Linked DNA regions of Gossypium hirsutum: regions 1 and 2 are each linked to region 3. A link is a contact called in public Hi-C data. All regions are on one chromosome and are shown on one strand. The core of a region is the stretch at or near the end of the contact, and the rest is flanking DNA. Distances in the headings are between cores, read along the strand shown.

Region 1 (4,094 bases), core at 442-2,941, 190 kb before region 3:
TTAAATTTATTCTTCCGTCTGATTTGTTTTAATTGTGACGCTCCATACCTAAATTTGGTGAATGGGTCGGATGTAGGGTGTTATAGTTTTCCTAGTTAAACTTTTATTATACTAGAGATATTATAGTCATAATAGAACTCTAATATTAGCCTATTTAAAGGGCCTTAGAAGCCTTAGAAAAAGAGGATAATAACACAACATTAGAGAGAAAATTAAGAGAGAGTTTTAGAGACCTTTAAGGGAATTTTGTGTTTTTAGCCAGAGAGAGCTTTGTATTCGGGGTTAGGGTTTGTTTTAAATTTCTCCATCTTGTACTCTTCGTTTGTTTGCTCATTAGTGAAGACTCATTTGCTCTCGTGATTTTTTATCCTCTTGATTGGAGGAGTTTTTCCACGTAAATTTGTGTGCACAATTTTCTCTATTCCTTCTTTCTCATTGTTTAAACGAGTCGATCCCCAACACCGGGCTCAGGCTAAAAGAATCTTGCCCAATGCTCGACCTATATAGAAAACGAGTCTTAAATTTTACCCAAGCCTATTTTACGAGCCTCGTATTTTCGTCCAAACTCTCTCATTTTTCGAACGGGCCTTTGAGCTTGGGCTGGTGACCCGGCCTATGAGCAGGTCTAGATAAAATCACCTAACCAATTGAAATTTATTTGATAAATTTTATTTTGGGTTTTTTCCCTTTTTATTTTAGGGATAATGTAAATTTTGGCCTCTGAACTTATCATGTAGATCCATATTGGGATAATGTAGCTTTTGGCCCTTAAACTTTGCAAGTAGGTCGACATTGGCCTTTAAACTTGACAACTAGGTTCATTTTGGTACATGTACTTTTTCTGCTCATTTTGGCACTTGAACTAGACAACTAGATCCATTTTAATGCCTGAATTTGAAAATTCTAAATGTTTGATGATGTGACACTCTGAGTTTGAAAAATAAAAAATTTTTAGATGATGATGTGGTACAATCTTAAAGTGTAATATTCAGTATTTTAATAACCGAACTGGTGGTTGAACATGTTAGGCTACTAGTTCTTGATTCAACCAATTCGATTGGTTCAACCGTCGGACCAACGATAATTAAATAAATAATTAAAAAATCATAAAAATTTTAAAAAATAAAATAAAATCAATTTTACTTGGCTTTTTAGATTTTTATGATTATTTATTTATTTATTTATTGTTGGTCCGAAAATTGAACTGATCGAACTAGTTGGATCAAGAGCTAGTGGTCTAACATGTTCAACGATCGGTTCAGTCACTAAAATATTGAATATGACATTCTGAGATTGTACCACATAATCTTCTAATTTTTTTTCAAGTGATGATGTAACAGAATCTTAGAGTGCCACATATCTAACTTTTTAGACAAGTTCTGAGATTAAAATGAACCTAGTTGTCAAGTTCAAATATCAAAGTGAACAAAACAAGTACCAAGTACCAAAGTGAACATAGTTATCAAATTTAGGGGCCAAAGTGAATTTACTTGCCAAGTTCAGGAGCTATAATTTACATTATCCCTTTATTTTAAGGTAAATTTTGATCAAAAAGTCAAAGTCAACACAGAAGGCAAGGGAGGAGACCTTGACTGGTGCTGTGGGCGGGACCAGATAGCTTACGTGGCGAGACCTAGTTGGACCATGTACGTGTTCACCATTTTATTCCATAACTGAAAATTAACACCCGCCCCCCAACAAAACGATTTTTGACGATCCAGAAACCGATCCAAGAGAAATTTATAAGTTCTTTTTTCCTTTTTCTTTCATATTTGTTTGTTTTGTTTCTGAAAGATGATACAATGTATAAAGCAGCTCAAAACGGCATTTGGTTTGGCGTTTTTATGGCTTGTTTGTTTGATTTACTTCACCCAGGTTCCCCCATTTCTTTCTTCTTCTTTTTTCCCTCTTACTTTGATTCATAGACTTCTTAATTATGTGAAATTCCATTGCTTTGGTTTTGTGGTTTCTCTTTGTTGATTTCGTATTGGGTTTTGTTGAAAAACTAAAAATTTGCATTTAAAGTTTTGATTTTCTTTTCTTCTTTTTAATTGTCGATGTTATATAACTTTGGATTTGGATATCATATGAATTTGTAAATGACAGTTTGGGTTAATATTTTATTTGTTTTCTCGTTGAAGGAAAATATGCTCGTTTAGGTAATTGAAAGCAATAATTTTGTTAAGCCAAATAGAACCTCGTGATTTACGTTTGATTGATGCTGAATTATGAATGAGATCTTTGTCAAGCCTCAGACGACATAATTGAGAAGCTTTTCTTTAGTTTCATGCTTAAAGCTAAATGAGTTTTAGTTTAGAAACATCACCCATTTTTTCTGCTTAGATTTCCCTAAGGCAGCTAAGATGAATTAAGTGTGATTCAAGATTTCCCTGAAGCATCTGTTGCATAAGCTAGCAATCTCATTTTTGTTCCGGGTTTCCAATAGTTCCTATCTCTATGCTCTTGTAATTCCTATGTATGTTACCTTTTGTCCCCTTTTATTTTAATTTGAGTTTGGATTTAAAGTAACTTCACGATGTATGAGTGCAGGGTTTCAGATCATTCGTATGGACAGCAGTTTCTTACCAGTTGAAAGATAGGCTTAAGTTGTCACCTTCGGCTTCCCAATTTGTGTTTTCAGTATCATTTTTCCCATGGAGCATAAAACCTATATACGGGTACGCGTCATTGTGGTGCTTAGTACTCTTGTTGTCATGGAATGACATTATTGTGGTAGATTTATTTATTAGAAAAAAAGACATATTGAGGTTCTAAAGAATCTGGATAATATCAGTTTGGTGTTTTCTGATAAACCAATCTTTAGCATGAAAGTATAAGCATAGGAAAAGCATGTTTTCAGGGAAAATATCTTTCTGGAACATGATTGGTAATGGAATAATGACCATGAAATATGTTGTAAAGGATGTTAATTATGATGTAGTCCTTACTAAAGCCCTAATATAATGTGATGAAAACTATTTGGCTGAAAAATATATGATGACAAGAAAATTGTCCTTTTAGCATTATTGTATCTCTTGATTGTTTATTGGAGCCTTACTCTGTTTCCACATGCAGGATTTTGTCCGACTGCATTCCGATTAAAGGGAAAAAAAGGATCCCATATTTGGTGATTTCCACTGTGATGTCTCTTGTGCCATGGCTTATTCTGGGTATAAATGCCTCCACAAGTAGTTCCATAGGGCACCTCATGATCTTATTAACACTGCAGAACCTAGGTTCTGCAATGGCAGATGTTGTGGTTGATGCAATGATCGCTGAGGCTGTACAATTTGAGAAGTATGTTCTTCTATCAAATTTACTTTTCAACTCTGTTTGATAAATCCTTCTATGTTTTCTGCAACCAATTGTTTGCTTGGTTTTATTTCAGTAGAACAAATAACTTACAAAGTTGAACTAACTTTCATCAGGGCCTCCTTTGCCGGAGACCTTCAGTCATTGTCATGGTTATCGATGGCTTTTGGTGGAGTGTGTGGGAGTTTGCTAGGAGGATATGCATTAACCAACTTAGAGATAGATATTATCTTCCTTCTTTTCTCTATACTTCCAGCCATACAGTTGTTTTCATGTGGTTTGGTCGAAGAGAGTTCTATGGGGGGTGAAGTTTTATCTGATTTCTGTATTTCAAGTGATTCCCATCATTTGAATGGAAAAGCTAATGATTTGGATGAAGACAGTTCTTTGGAAAAGAAATCCTATGTTAGTACCAGAAAAAGAAAGAAGATCCAAAAGAAAAGCAAAAAGACACAACTTACACGCAGAAAAGCACAGACTCTGAGTCCTGGAAAGGGCGAGTCCCTACCATTACTGTGGTTCCAGTCCCTGAAATATGCCACTTACAATTTGTGCCGTGCTTTTAAACAGCCTATGATTTTGAGGTAAGTATTAACTTACTTTCTGGAACTGAAGGTTAAACATAGTGTTATTAAATGCATTGCATTTCCAAGGCAGCTAATAGAAATGATTACTCAAAAATGGCGCATGGTCTAGAATAGTCTCGCTAATGTTTGTCCGCATTTTATGTGGGGTAGACACAGCTCTTTGACTATAGATGTGTAGATTTAAAAAGTCATTTA
Region 2 (4,165 bases), core at 687-3,186, 150 kb after region 3:
AGATTCACATCACCATTCTCAAATGTTAAAATGCCCTTGGGTTTAATCCATTTGGGATGAGCTTGGCCATTCAACTCGAGTTCCCCACTAACAACAAAGTTTAGAATCAAAGGATAAACTATCCTCAGTTCTAGTCCTAAAACAAGCTTCAAATCACTAAGGCGGACATCAAGACTTGGTTTAATGTTTACTTGTTCCATCTCCTTCTCTACATCAGCTGATTTAGCTGCACAAAACAATAAATGGTTAACTTGGATGATCAGAAACAAATAATACAGACAAATTGACATGCAGGCATAGATAAAAGGCTGTACTTTCAAAGAAATTTAGTAAACATAAATTGGTATATCCTTCATTTCAGGAAATTGAAATTATTTCTTATTCTCTTTAACAAAAAAGCTTCACCTCCTCATTAACCACCTAATTTGTGCAGAAAATAAGAACAAAAGCTAAAGATAAGTTTAAGTTCAATAGGATCGAAAAGTAAGACATCCTAGTTTTATAAATGAATAGACCAGCACATATACTTATCAGTTCAATGAAATTTCACCTATAAAAAATTTCTTAAATCACTAAAAATTTTATTTTTGTTTTTCTTTCATTTCTTGTCACAATCAAAGTATCCTATCTCTTAAATTTTGGCTTCCATTTGAGGTTTCTAATTATTGAAACACAAGAAGTAAATACAGTATAAGAGATTTTGCCTTGAATCTCTTTCAAGTTATTGAAGAACCTAACTGAAGGCAAAGGTCACCATTTAGCCAGAATGACCCCAAAACCAGATATGGAATGACATGGAATGACCCGAAAACCAGATATTAACATCTACCACATCGCATCATCAGTTGTAAATCCACTGGTTTTCCAGGATTTAGCCAGAATGCTCCATGAGCACTACAATTCAAGGCCTTTTCTCGACTCAAAAGCCAGCAAGGTTTTAAACAATCCAACTTAATACAAAAACCAAAACATGAACTCCAACAAATTTCAAGAAATGCAAATAAACAGAACTCAACAAGAAATGCAAATTTCAACAAATTTCAACAAATTCCAAGAAATGCAAATAAATAGAACTCCAACAAATTTCAAGAAATACAAATTTCAAGAAAAACGAAATCGATTTTACAGAAAAGAAAAGAAAAGAAAAATAGGGAAAGAGTGCGAGCAAAGTTTTGTTCTTGATAAAATGGAGAAAAGAAAAGAAACGTAAAGAGAAGAAAAGAAACCTACGAGAAGAAGCAGAAATCAATGGAAGGGAAAAAAATTACCTTGCAAAATGGAAGGGAAACATGCCAAAATTGGAAGGGAAAATCGGATCTCAAATCGTAGGTTGTATCCAGATGAGTTAGGAGTGGTAATTACTCTCTTTAGTCTCTATCTGTTTGTATGCTTAGTTTACTATCTAAGGGGCATTACCAGTATTTCATGACTGTGGAAATGAATAGATTAATCTAGGGCACAAAAACAAAGAAATCTGATCTTTTTTTATCAGCCAAGGGGTTAACAAGGAAATCAAACAAGAAAATTTTTCATCTTTTCAATCGAACATGCAATAGAAAAGATTTGGACCAGAAAATAGAAATCATAAGAAGAAGCAGAAATCATAAGAGAAGCAGAAATCGATGGAAGGGAAAGGGAAATTACCTGTGGAAGGGAAACGTCGGAGAATCGATGGAATGGAAGGTAGATGAGGGCAGAGAATGGAATAGAAAATAGGAAACAAGGGCGGAATCCCTAATCGCCGCTTCACGAGGGGAATGGCTATTACAGCCAATGGAGGTAACAGCCACATAACCGAATCGGGACGTAATAGCATTACGGGCAACCAAACGCCCGTTTGGTGGTGGGCCCGCTAAATAGGGGGAATGCATGCCTATTCCCCCAACCAAACGCCCCCTTAAATTCATGCAAATAGTGAAATATATTTTTACGGTGATCTTAAGCTCAATTTAAGATATATTTAGTTGATTGAATCTTACATTATAGTTCATAATATTACGATTATATTATTTGAATTATTAATATTTTAGTTATCTTCTAATCTTACCTTCTCAAATAGTCATAATATATAATATGACCCATTTCTTTTAAATTTTCTTAAATTACGAACTTAATTTTAAAGTTTTGACCAATTTTTTATTTATTATTATAATCAAATTAAGTTTTTTTTCTCAAAAAAAATTAAGACGAATTAAAAACAAAAGTATCTTATTTTTTCTTATCAGTAAAGCAATAGATATCATACTTTAAAATTAAAATTATTATATTTACTCTAATAATTTATTTATTAGTATATTAATTATGGTTGGTGATGTAATCACTTTTCATGAATTATTATAATTATAATTTATAATTTTCTTCATCATCATATATTTACTTACTAATATATGAATTGTAATAAAAAGTAAGAATTGTAATGATTTATTATAATTATATGAAAATTGAGACTAAAAAATATTAAAGGAATTAAAGTTGTTAAAAATATATATAACAAGAACAATTTAATAAAATGTGTTTTTAGATTATCTTACATTCTGTCAACTAAATATCTGAGTGTTACATTCTAGTCGAATGAAGTAACATATCACTGATAATTTTATATTACGAAATGTAATCTTACATTCTTTGAATCAAACATCCCCAAATACCTAAAAGTTAATTGCAACAAAGTGGGATAAGTTACAATGCACCAAAGTGTTGGATTTGATAACATTCTATGAGAATGCTTTTTATTTAAGGGTGGAATATTATGGACAAGATTATGTTGGGCATTAAAATCATTCATACGATTTGAGGTAAACGCAATAGGCAAAGTATTCTCGTAGTATTGAAAGTGGATATGCATAAAGAATATGATCGAGTTAGATGGGTTTTAATTAGAAGTAGAGGCAGATCATCCATTAATGTATCAATACAATGTCTTATCAAGTATTGTTTAACAGTAGCCCTACATAGATGTTTAGACTTTGTAAAGGTTTACGTCAAGTGACCTTTTATTCTTTTATCCTTTTATATTGTATTAGAATATATCATCTTCAATTTTTTTATAGGTAGAGCGTGGTTAAGAAATTCAGGGCATTTGGATAAATAAAAAATGTTCACCGGTGTAAAATAGACAATATTTCGGTGACAGCTGTAAGGAAGACACCGGAGATAACAAGCAAAGTTGGCAGCAAGGAAGATAACAACCAAAGACAGATAACAGTAGAAGATAAAAGAAAACTTGGTTTATGTATTGCATCATAAAAAATTACTCTTCCAATGTATACAAAGCACGATTTTATAGACTAATAAAGAAACTAAGCAAAGAGCTCAAGAAACTGACTCAGATGCTTAACAACTTCTTCAACAAACTAACTCATCCAAACTATTTTGATATTGTTCAACATTCCCCTTGCTTTCTTATTTCCTTACCCTCCATGATCAATAACTTCTCTGCATCTTGAATGGAAATTACGTTTAACTTGCTCCTCAGCTCAGTGAAAAGCGATGCAGGTAACGCTTTTGTTAGAATATCAGCAATTTGAGCTGCTGCTGGCACATAATTCACCTATAGCCGGTTTCTCAGAACCTTTTCCCTCACAAAGTGAAGGTTTAGGTCTACATGTTTGGTCTTCACATGCTGCACAGGATTTGCAGCCATAGCTACCGTACTAGTGTTGTCGCACCACACCTTGGGAATGTTGGTTAAGCTAATTCCAAAATCATTTAAAACTGGCTGCAGCCACATAACCTCTGAGGAAGCATCAATTAGACTTCTATACTCAACTTCTGCAATGGACCTTGAAACTGAACGTTGCTTCTTTGAACTCCAAGACATAAGATTGGCCCCAAAAAATGTACAATAACCCGAGATAGACCTCCGATCATTTGTATCACTTCCCCAGTCAGCATCGAAAAAAGTAATTAGAGAACCACAAGTTAAAGACAACATGACCAACCCAAAATCAATGGTTCCATGTATATGCTTAACCGCAAGCCAATGTTCAATACAAGGTGACTGCATAAACTGAGCAACTTTAGTAACACTAAAAGAAATATCAAGTCTTGTGTGACAAACATAAAGTAATGCTCCAACAATGCTTCGATAGAGCTGAGGATCATCAAATTTCCCCCATATCTTTACAAAGCTTTTGCGATGCAACCATAGGTGTGGGAGTTGGAT
Region 3 (3,814 bases), core at 1,062-3,561:
GACCCGCTTAAGAAATGATTGGAAAAGACACCATTCTAAAAGAAAAAATAAATTGTCAAATTGAAAAGGAAATTATAATTGGCAATCCAACACAAACTGAGCCATCATACAAAGAATTTGGCGAAATCCCAAATTGCTAAATCAAAAAAGACAAATGGAAATGGTGAAAGAAATCTGAAGGAACCAATGACAATTTTTTCGAACTTTTTCTTCAAGAATAAGAAAGAAAATATTCTTTGGCTTTTGCCACATTTATGTCAAAGTTTTCTTTGATAAGATTTTGCAGATGGTAGATTCATTGTTTGGAGAGGATTATGGCGGCCATAAAAGGTTAAAAATCTGATCATCAATCACGGGTCATTTTTGCAAAGCCGACACCCAAGTTTATTGGGAAAATATTTTTAATTAAAGCAAACAAGAAATGAAAGAGTACACCCCTCCAATGACCACATTGATACCAGAACTCCATTCAATCCAACTTTGACACCTACATCTCAGCCTTGAACTCTATTCCGTTGTGGCTCAAAGTCCAACACTCCAACAGTAGCAAAAAGACTATAAATGCTGTGAGGAGACTTGTATCCGGAGCTTCCACTTTGCAAAGGTGAGTTCCTCAGAAGTAGCACCAACTGGCCCGTCTTTCAAGAATCGCTGGATATTGTAATTTGAAATTTTTAGATTATGTTTGCTTATTTTCTTATATGTGTGGGTATATTATTAGTTGGGTTTAGATATGGATTTGGATATTGTATATTATATGTGTGATCCTATCTTATTTTACAGATATGAATAAGAATTGTGTTACTTGTATTCACATGTTATTAGTTGGTGTGATTCTATAAATAGGTGAAGTGTGTTGTAACTAAAAGGATGAATTGAAAACTAAGCAGAAGTAATTTTAAAAATTCTTTAGGAGAAAAATAGAGATGTCTCCTACATTACTTATAATATGTGGAAGTATTGACGTAATTTCATGGAATCATTCTGTCAGAATGCTACATGAAGAACATAAGCCAGGTGACGGAACGGGAAGACCTAGGATGTAGAAGATCATAATATGAGTGGTTCGACAGATTTGGATTCCTATATATTCACTCATGTGGTACTTCATTGTACAATATATATAAGAATTATACGAATCCATCTGAATAGATATCATCATCTACATCTAGAAAGCCAAACTAAAAAAAGAAATTCATAATAGAAGTGAGTTTCAAAATTCCTCTCCCTAAAATTGTTTCTCTCTTCCTTTACCAAAATCTTAGTGAGAAGAGATGCCTTCCTTATCTTACAAAAGACAACTATGAAAATTGATGCATCTATATGAAAGTTCTACTTGGCTCACAAGGTGTTTAGGAGATAATACAAAATGGTTATGAAGCTTCCTAAAATGAGGCATCGTTATCGCAACATGAAAAGGATGCTTTGGCAAAAATAAGGAAGAAGGATCAACAAGTCCTCACTCTTATCCATCAATATTTGGATGATTCGGTGTTGGTAAAAAGTTGCTAATGCTACCACTACAAAAGAAGCTTGGGAGATTTTGCAAAGTACTCTCCAAAAATTTGACAAAGTGAAGAAGGTTTGACTCCAAGTATTATGAGGTGAGTTTGAAACTTTGCGAATGAAGGAATTCAAGTCAATTTCGGATATTATTCAATGGTGTTGGCTATTGTAAATCAAATAAGAGATATAGAAAAATTTTAGAAGACGTTTTTGTGATCGAAAGGTATACTGTCAGTGGAGTTTTTAGACTCTACAAGTAAAATTAGAGGGTTGACAAGTGTCCTATAAGTATAGGAAAATATTAAAAAAATTAAAAATTTTACCACATACATATGCGTGTGGAAACTGCATATTTAGAACACAAGCATGTATTTTAACTTGTGGGACCAACTCAATCAATAATTTTATTAAAATATACAAGTAAAAAAGTGTACATAATAAAATTAAAATCTATAAAAAATATTAAAATGAAGCTTTGGTTAAATAATAAATTTAAAGTATTACTAATGCAATTGGCATAGTTTTAAATATCACCATGAGTATATTTTTAATATAACTTATTTTAACTAAAATATATATATTTGTAATTGCACTAATTAGATTAATGTTTAATTAACTCGTGATATTAATTATTTAAATAATAATATAGATATATATAATATTTTTTTTTTACTTTCTTCTTTTTCCTCTCTCTAAAATGGCGCATTATACACCCTAACTTTTTTAATCTCCCCTTTCTAGTTTATCTTTTTTCCTGAAAAAATCCCATTATATTTAAATTAAGACCATAAATTTTTTCTTTGGTTTTCCAGAGTCTTCTCAAATGATGGATCAGCTTCCATTAGACTCCAGCTGGGGTTATTTATTTCTCCAATCACCTACGTACATATCCTTAACCACCATACGCCGCCGGCTTTAACCGTCTTTCACCTTCCTATATAAACACCCTCTTCCTTTCTCTTCTTTCCTCATTCTATCAATTCCAACAACTCTCCTAGTTCTCCCTCAAGGTTCGGTTTCTAATCCAATGCCCCTTTTTCTTGTTTTCGTCTCTGGGAATTCTTTTAGCATGTCTTGTCTTGTTATCTAAGGATTGGATTAATGGTTTCTTCTGGATGTTTTTGTCTTTGCTTTGTTCATTGCAAAACTTGGTGTTCTTCTCTTTTGCAAGATGAACCACTTTATGCCGTTGTTTAGACCTGTGTTTGTATCTAAGTTGGTTGGTTCTTAACAAGTATAATACTTGCTGATGTTCTAACAGTTTAAGGTATGTTGATGCAGAACACTAGCTCGAGGAACAAGACAAGCAAGTCCAGATCAATCAAAGTTCTTATTTAACGAAGTACATGGTTGAGTTAGACATTCAAATCCCAACTACTTTTGATCCTTTTGCTGAGGCCGAGGAATTCGGAAGAACCGGAACCAAAGACTATGTTCATATCCGAATCCAACAGAGGAATGGCAGGAAAAGCTTGACAACTGTTGAAGGTCTGAAACAAGAACTGAGTTCCGATAAGATCCTTAAGTCTCTGAAAAAGTTCTGCTGTAACGGGAATGTTGTGCACGACAAAGAGCTGGGCAAAATCATTCAATTACAAGGTGATCAGCGGAAGAAAGTAGCACACTTCCTTGTTAATGCTGGAATAGTGAAGAAAGAGCAAATCAAGATTCATGGTTTTTGAGTGCTTTTTGGGCCGTCTTGTCTTTTGATTTTAATACCTCTGGTGTGTGGGAAGAACCCTAATGGAATATGATGTTGGAGTTTCAGTTTCATTTATAATAAATAATGGATCATTTATTTGCTTTCAATCTTTGCCTCGCACAAATATCCTTATTTTTCTTTTCATATCTAAATATCCATAACCGGAGATGGTGGGAATTCAATAGTATGCATATAAAACAAATGTACAGTATGTGAACTACCAGGTATCCTATGAGGTTTTTAGTTCAACGCTCTGGCGAAAACCAGAGCTGAAGAAACAAGAAAAAAAAAATCATATAAGCAAAACTTCTAAGCTTAAAACAACCTCACCTCTCAAAATCCGATTGAATATATGCAATATATTACACTCAAAATGAAGAAAAAGGAACCCCCCCCCCAAAAAAAAAAAACCCACACTTATGTGATGGAAACCTCCAAAAGGTATCTCTTAAAGCCAGCTATTGTTTTTTGCTGCAATTCTGGTCTTGAAAATCTAAAAGAGTTGCCCATGCTGGGTTCCACTTCTCATCATGTCACGGAACTCCTCGTAGTTGATTTTACCATCCTGTAAAGAAGGAATGAGAATCGATGAACCGTGCTGAAAAT

What was found. Hi-C and Micro-C count contacts between places; a contact is called where the count stands out from the background.
Region 1: a contact with region 3 is called in a Hi-C map of leaf, with 2.3 times the contacts expected there. The contact joins the promoter of LOC107920078 here to the promoter of LOC107920042 in region 3. A contact is called at or near these places in 4 of 34 Hi-C or Micro-C datasets (callus and leaf).
Region 2: a contact with region 3 is called in a Hi-C map of leaf, with 2.6 times the contacts expected there. The contact joins the promoter of LOC107918367 here to the promoter of LOC107920042 in region 3. A contact is called at or near these places in 2 of 34 Hi-C or Micro-C datasets (anther and leaf).

Annotation. Positions count from the first base shown.
Region 1 is chrD13:50,226,094-50,230,187 of Gossypium_hirsutum_v2.1, reverse strand. It overlaps LOC107920078 (probable folate-biopterin transporter 4), which reads left to right and starts at 1,691. Exons shown (of 7, transcript XM_041109050.1): 1 at 1,691-1,875; 2 at 2,551-2,678; 3 at 3,076-3,297; 4 at 3,429-3,896. The coding sequence starts at 1,795.
Region 2 is chrD13:49,879,793-49,883,957 of Gossypium_hirsutum_v2.1, reverse strand. It overlaps LOC107918367 (protein TIC236, chloroplastic), which reads right to left and starts at 1,936. Exons shown (of 2, transcript XR_005922956.1): 1 at 1,269-1,936; 2 at 1-226.
Region 3 is chrD13:50,033,694-50,037,507 of Gossypium_hirsutum_v2.1, reverse strand. It overlaps LOC107920042 (protein translation factor SUI1 homolog), which reads left to right and starts at 2,311. Exons shown (of 2, transcript XM_016849540.2): 1 at 2,311-2,516; 2 at 2,788-3,315. The coding sequence starts at 2,853. The coding sequence ends at 3,188. LOC121225104 (calcium-dependent protein kinase 2) reads right to left here. Exons shown (of 8, transcript XM_041109040.1): 8 at 3,318-3,773. The coding sequence ends at 3,702.